2 separate regions of the Mus musculus genome follow, and region 1 is linked to region 2. The links are chromatin contacts, called in public Hi-C maps. All regions are on one chromosome and are shown on one strand. The core of a region is the stretch at or near the end of the contact, and the rest is flanking DNA. Distances in the headings are between cores, read along the strand shown.

Region 1 (3,393 bases), core at 594-3,093, 170 kb after region 2:
CTGACACAAAACCAGCCAGTACACCTTGTCTCTAGCTGAGTGTCACGGCACTTCTAAAAATCAGCACTTGAAAAGTAGAGGCAGGGCTGGAGACATGGATGGGTCATCAGTTAAGAGCAATGGCTACTCTTCCAAAGGACCTGGGTTCAATTCCCAGCACCCACACTACAGCTCCTAACAGTCTGCAACTCCAGCTCCAGGGGATCTGGCACTGTAATGAAGACACACATGCAGGCAAAACACTAAAGCACATAAAATAAAAATAAACAAAGCACTAATTTTTTTAAAATCACTTAAAAAAGAAAGAAAGGAAGGAACAAAGAAAGAATGGAAGGAAGGAAGAAAGATAGAGGTGAAGATCAGAAGGAGTTCAAAGCCTCTGCTACACAGCAAGGTTGAAGCCAGCCTGGGCCACCTGAGACGTCTGTCAAAATAATGTGCCTGCTCAGTGGTAGGATGCTTGGCAGGGCATCCCCCTGCACACATGCTAATAAGAGCATACAATTGCAGACACTGCATTTGGCACAGCTTTTGGGCACATCTCTAGAAGACTGGGAAGCCAAGCACACACGTGCTCCTCGGTTCTTATTGGCCTTGCTGCAGAGTGTACGAGGGGCAAGGCATGAAACAAACCACTTCAGAGAACACAGCATGAGGGGAACTGTCAGGACTGGCTAAAATGCAGCAGTTTCCCCAGGAACTCGAGGAATGTTACATGGACTCCTGGCCGCAAGCAGAGAGGACAGCGAGAGGACAGTGTGGCAGAGACAGCTCCCACTGACTAAGTAACTTAGAGCTTCACTGGTTTTCTTCTGCAAACTAACTCTAACCAAGGGGGCAGAGAGGCCAGCAGCTGCTCTGCCTGCACTTTCCAGGACCGGGATGGACTCTACTGTGTATTTCTTTGCTGTGGTTCCCAGAGGCCTTTGGAAGCCCAGGGCATCGCCTACTACAGCACTGAAGAAGCTGGGAGTGGGGTGCGCATTTATAACCCCAGCTCTATGCAGATAATGCAAAAGCATCTTGAATTTGGGGCCAGTCTGCACTACGTAGGAAAACACTGCCAAAACCAACCAACCAAACAAACAAACAAAAAAAAAAAACCAACCAATACCTTGAACCCAACGTACATGCTAAGGGTGCAGAGCTCAACGGTAGGTGACTTGCTTCCCATGCATGAGGCTGTATGTTTGACATGTAGCACTCTAAAGACAAGCCAATAAACGATAACGTAAAGACACAACGGATGGTCCATCTGCCCACAATGAGCAGCAGCTGAAGAGATAACTGGAGGAGAGGCTGGCAAATATAGCTGTCACTGTCCCAGGCTGCTTCTCATCCAGCAATCTGAAGGCATCTTCCAAGCACTGCACTCCTCTCAAGTCAGCACCATCCCTGCTTTATAAGTGTGCAATCTGAGACCTTCCATGGTCTCACAGAGGTTAACGGCAAGATAAAAAATAAGACTTTAAACCCTGATTCCCACTCTCTTCCGCCACCTTTCTGGACATCCACACACTCATTCATGCAAATCCAACCCTGAGAGCTGACTAACAGTCTGCCTTGAGGCAGTGTGCAGGGCGGGGGGGGGGGGGGGGGGCGGGGGCCGATCCCTAGCCTGGAAGGCTTCTCTGCAGCCCACTGGGAAAAGATGGCAGGAAATACCTGTTAAATCCTACAGACCCGGGGAGCCAGGAAGTCTGTGGCATTTATATCTCAATGTGACAATTAATTTCAATGCGGTTCTCATTCTGTCATCCTCCCCCTCCCCCCTCTGGAAAGAGGAGTGGCTCTTGCCCCCTGCTGCTGGATGGCTTTAAAAGGCTGTCTTCTCTGCTCTGTAACTTGATGCTCACGAGCAGACACCCAGCGCTGTCACTTGAGAGTCGAGTCAGTTCTACAGAACTAAAGCCCCGTGTCTACTCTCAGTTTCAGGATGTCCCCCAATCAAACCTAAAGAGCACCCTGGCAAAGCCAGAGGTCAGCTCAGCAGATGGAATTACACACCACATGCTTACTCTCTGAGGGAATGCTCCAGGAGGGCACAGCAATCCTTGAGCCCTTTTAGATCTCAACCAAACCTACAAAGTGCTCCTGGTGATCCACACAAGGGTTCCTGGGCAGAATGTGGGACAGACTGGGTGTGCCTGACCATGACCCAACAGCAGAGTGCTGAGGCTCTGAAGCACGGTGAGGTCAGAAGCTGACTGGCTCCCTGGCAGGCTTGGTAATATTCAACTCTGTGGCTCTGTGCGCCTGCTGAATGAGCGCCGTTCTCATTAGGCTGAAGACAAGATGAGATAACACACATACACTGCCTAAGACAACTGAGCTAGGAAGGGCTCAATACATGTGAGTAGAGAGAGGGAGATGCACGCTACATTCATCCTGTACACTGCTTTCTATTTTAGAGACAGTGTCTCGTGTTATAGACCGGACTGGCCTCACAATGATTCTCCTGCCTCAATATCCCAAGTGCTAGGGTTGTTTGCTCATTTGCTTTTCAAGAGAGGGTTTCTTTGTGTAGCCTTGGCTGTCCTGGAACTCGGTAAACCAGACTAGAATTTAAGTCACAGACATCCTCCTGCCTCTGCCTCCTGAGTGCCAGGATTAAAAGTGCCACCATCACTGGGCCAGAGTGCTAGAGTTATATAGAAATGAGACATCACTGCTGGACTATTTTGGCTTTTTTTTTTTTTTTTTTTTTTTTTTTTTTTTTTTTGGTTTTTCGAGACAGGGTTTGTTTCTCTGTGTAGCCCTGGCTGTCCTGGAACTCACTCTGTAGATCAGGCTGGTCTCAAACTCAGAAATCCGCCTGCCTCTGCCTCCCAAGTGCTGTGATTAAAGACGTGCGCCACCACCGCCCGGCCTATTTTGGCTTTTGAAAGTGTCTCCACATAACCCAAACTGGCCTCAGACTTGACCCCCTCCCACCTCAGCTTCTGAAGTACCACATTATAGGCATGAACCCCATAGCTGACTTAATATGATTTAGAAAAAAAATCTCTAGGGGCTGGAGAGATGGCTCAGAGGTTAAGAGCACTGGCTCTTCCAAAGGTCCTGAGTTCAATTCCCAGCAACCTCATGGTGGCTCACAACCATCTGTAGTGGGATCTGATGCCCTCTTCTGGTGTGTATGAGGACAGCTACAGTGTACTCATACATTAAATAAATCTCTGTTCAGCATTAAACACACACGATGGGTACTACAGAAACCAACATACCAACAAGAACACCAATGTGAATACTCCTCCGGGGTGGGGGTGGGGAGCCTCAGAGTTAAGGTCAAGGCTGCTACCTAGGAATTCAGGAGGAGCTCAGTCACGCAGGGTCCTGCACGGAGATGTAACCGAGGTGACTCACCTGGGGGAAAGTGTGCCATCATAAGTACAC
Region 2 (3,419 bases), core at 792-3,291:
CTAGCGTCATACAGAGCACACACTTCTCTCCTGCTCCAGGTGACTGGCAAAGCTCTGTTTCCGGGTGACTCAGAGATTGACCAGCTCTTTCGGATCTTTCGCACCCTGGGGACCCCCAGTGAAGCCACATGGCCCGGAGTCTCCCAGATGCCTGACTATCAGAGTAGCTTCCCCAAATGGAGCAGGAAGGGGCTGGAGGAAATCGTGCCTAGTCTGGGACCAGAAGGCAAGGACCTGCTCCTGGTAGGTACCAATAAACAAGGACAGCATCCTAGCAGCAGCAGAAGGTCCCCTGTTTCAAGCCACCCTCTTATGTAACTAGTCAAGTGAGACTGGACTCCTCTGACCTTTGTAAACACTTGGCTTGTCTCTATATATCCGGTCAGGAGCCGCTCTCCTGATAAATCCAATGTCCACTCTCCCTTTTGAAACTCCTCAAAAGTAGTTAGCTTTGGCTTTGTGCCTTGGCTGTTGTTTTGTGTCTGACTCTCTTGTGGGTTTCCTGCCCCATCTGGGTGGAGCAGTTCTCTGAGCAGAGGCCACACCTCCTCCTGCCTCAGTGTCCCCCATAGCACCTCTCTCACAGGTCAGTCTCCACATAGGACTGGCTGTGCAGGGCAGCTCTTCCCTACCTGTGGACCACTGGCTCCCTACTGATGATGCTTCAGCTGCCTCCTGGGCCTCAGAGCCAGCCCTGTTTGCTCACAAGCATGATGTCCCCATTTCTGGGTTTGCCCATGCTGGGCCAGGGAAGAAAGGGCAGGGCCGCCATCGAGGCCAAAGTGACCTCACCAGAAGGCTATGTGTGCTGCCTAGCAACCTAGCGCCAGCAGGATGGCAGGCACTTCCTGCTAAAGCCACTTTTCCTTCAAATGCTGTTTCCTGGCACCCTGCCTGGGTTATGTGTGTGACTACAGAGAGTGAGCTGCATAGGCCTGCTCTTAGGCTGTTAGCTCCTCCTCCACTTGTTCTGTCTATCCTGCCCCAGCACAAGTGCGCACTCTTTGGACATCTGTTCTCAAGCAGGAGCAGGTGGAACCATGAATCATAGGCCTGGACTCAAAAACTAACTGTTTAACCTCAGTTCTGGGAGCGTCCAGACCTGGCTTAAACGCTGGGGAACTCAGGCTAAGATGGTTCAGTTGGCAACGTGCTTGCCATATAAACATGAGAGCTTGGCTTCAGATCTGCAGAACCACACAAAGCCTGGGGGTAGGGTGGCTCAGTGGGTAAGGCTCTTGAGGCCCAGTCATGGTACCTAAAGCTGAACACAGAAGCAGGAGTCTGTAACTCCACTGCTCCAAGGGCAGGATGGGGGCCTGAGACAGGGGGATCCCTGGAGCTCACAGGTCAGCTAGCCTGGCCTATGCAGTGCTGGCAAACAAAGAGGCCCTATTTGGGGGCTGGAGAGATGGCTGCTCTTGCAGAGTTCAGTTCCCAGCACCCATACCAGGAGTCTCATAGTCAACTCTAATTCCAGTTTGGGGGGAGGGGGGGACCTGCTTTTCAGGCATGGCTCTCCCTCCCCCTGGGACCTGTTGAAGGGACTCCCTCTCTACCCTGATTTCACCCAACAGTCTCTTGTCCTTCCTCCCCCAGCGACTCCTGCAGTATGACCCCAGCCAGCGGATCTCAGCCAAGACTGCCCTGGCCCATCCCTACTTCTCTCCTGGACACTCCCTAGCACCCCAACAATGTACAGCAGGGCGTTCCTCCCGCTGAGAACACGTATGTGGGGCCCACCACCTCACACCCTCGCCAGCTGCCTCCCTCCCTTTCTGCCTTTCTGGGGAAGAACAGACCCTGAGGGGCTTGGGTTCATGTCGTCTACAGGTTGGCAAGTTCCTGTATTGTTTGTTGGATTTAATGGAGCACTTTCGAAAGGCATGCAGGTGCTCCCTGCCCAATTGGGGGCAGGGCACAGAACTCCTCTGAATGACCAGACAGTAGGTGTCAGGTTAGATAAGAGACCCTAGCCCTTCGCCTTCACTGCACAGCTGCAGAGCATGGCCCCTGAGAGAGGGTGCCCTCTGCTGGTCTTTTGGTTTAGGCTGTTGGGAGAGTTGAATTCCAGTTCAGAGGACCTAGTTAAACAGGAGGAGGGGCAGGGCAGTTCTCTGATCCTAAGAGTGGTTACAACACCTGAGGGTGTTCTAAGTAGTCGCGTCATCAAAAATAGGCAGTTGATGTCCTTCTGTGTGACACATGGAAAATAAATGTAACTTCTTCCTGAGCTTTTGGTGTCAATCTTCGTATGGGGGACATGGTCTGACAACAAAGGGAAGCTCTCCACAGAGAGCTAGAGGCAGTTCTGGCAGGAACTGAGGGGCTATGGGGCTTCCAGGGTCTCCTTTCATGACCTTCTGTTTCTCAGGCAGGTGAGCTGGGCACATCTACCCCACACAACACATACTTTGGGGTGGGGGAATCCCCAAGCAGTACTGCTTCTGGGCTCACACCCCAGACACACTGACCCCGCAACCCCAAATGAGAGGAGACTCGGCACAGAGATAATCCATTTATTAGAAGCACGGGGTGGGGAGGAACAACGGAACTTCCCATATTTGGGGACAGAGCCCAACACCACAAACGATTGCGCAGTGAGGTGGACACTCAGGAGGAGGACCCGCTGCCTCGGATTACGCAGCTCCAGGGCAAGGTGACGTGTGCATTCTCCCTCCCCCTCTGCAGAGCCCCTCATCAACGCACACAGGATCTTGGCAGGGTGGGGGAGGCCGCGCGGTAGCAGCGATAGCCTTCTAGCATGGCGGGGAGCAGTAGTAGGCCACTTAGAGGATCTTTGCGGCAGCGCCCCATGGCCTCCTTGTAGCTCAGCCTCTCCTTGGTGATGGGGTCTGTCAGATCCTTCTCGTAGCCGGATTCATCTTGCAGGAGCTGGCCCAGGTCTTCGCTGATCATCCCGCAGAGCACAGCCTGAGGGACGGGGATGCGTCCCGTCCTCTTGGGGTCGATGAGGCCCCCAGTCAGGTGCTGTACCAGCAGGTGGGGAAGCACGCTTTCCTGGGGCATCCAGCCCTTCTGGATGGCCTCACCCACCGACAGCCTCTTCCTGGTGACAGGGTCCTCGATGCCGGTGAAGGCCTTCTGAGCATTGAGCAGCCGTTGAGTGGAGGTGTTCTCAATGAGTCCCCGCTCCACCGCCTTGTGTACGGAGTACCGTTCTCGGCTAAGAAGGTCAACAATGCCTCCCGTGGCTGCCTGGGCCTCCAACAGCTTCTGCCCAGTGATAGGATCCAGCATGTTCTTGGCCACAGCTGCCTTGATGCTACACTTGTTGTCTGTGGTTGTATCGTAGATCCCCGCGATGGGGAAGCTATCCTCAGTGAGCCCAAAAGAGAGGCCTGGGGAGAAGAAGCCGGTACTCTGGGGGCCTGGGGAGCAGACTGGAGACTTGGAGA

The links. Hi-C and Micro-C count contacts between places; a contact is called where the count stands out from the background.
Region 1: a contact with region 2 is called in a Hi-C map of neural progenitor cells, with 4 times the contacts expected there. The contact joins two enhancer-like sites. A contact is called at or near these places in 2 of 39 promoter capture datasets (the C10 cell line and liver), 15 of 484 Hi-C or Micro-C datasets (the P5424 cell line, bone marrow-derived macrophages, brown adipocytes and 8 more), 4 of 115 datasets of contacts at active chromatin or transcription factors (bone marrow-derived dendritic cells, double positive thymocytes, embryonic stem cells and 1 more) and 1 of 9 other capture datasets (liver).

Annotation. Positions count from the first base shown.
Region 1 is chr11:116,385,693-116,389,085 of GRCm38.p6, forward strand. All of the region lies in intron 2 of Rnf157 (ring finger protein 157), which reads right to left. Among named protein-coding and RNA genes, the nearest start is that of Rnf157, 26 kb to the right of the region's middle. Within about 2 kb of position 1,844, at least 106 of the 459 cell types and tissues checked have an H3K27ac peak or open chromatin away from gene starts, as enhancers often do. A contact at or near this core is called in embryonic fibroblasts, myocytes and neural progenitor cells, where this site is marked.
Region 2 is chr11:116,218,055-116,221,473 of GRCm38.p6, forward strand. It overlaps Evpl (envoplakin), which reads right to left. Exons shown (of 22, transcript NM_025276.3): 22 at 2,505-3,419. The coding sequence ends at 2,701. It also overlaps the pseudogene Cdk3. Among named protein-coding and RNA genes, the nearest start is that of Gm33250, 5.5 kb to the right of the region's middle. Within about 2 kb of position 2,042, at least 134 of the 459 cell types and tissues checked have an H3K27ac peak or open chromatin away from gene starts, as enhancers often do. A contact at or near this core is called in embryonic fibroblasts, myocytes and neural progenitor cells, where this site is marked.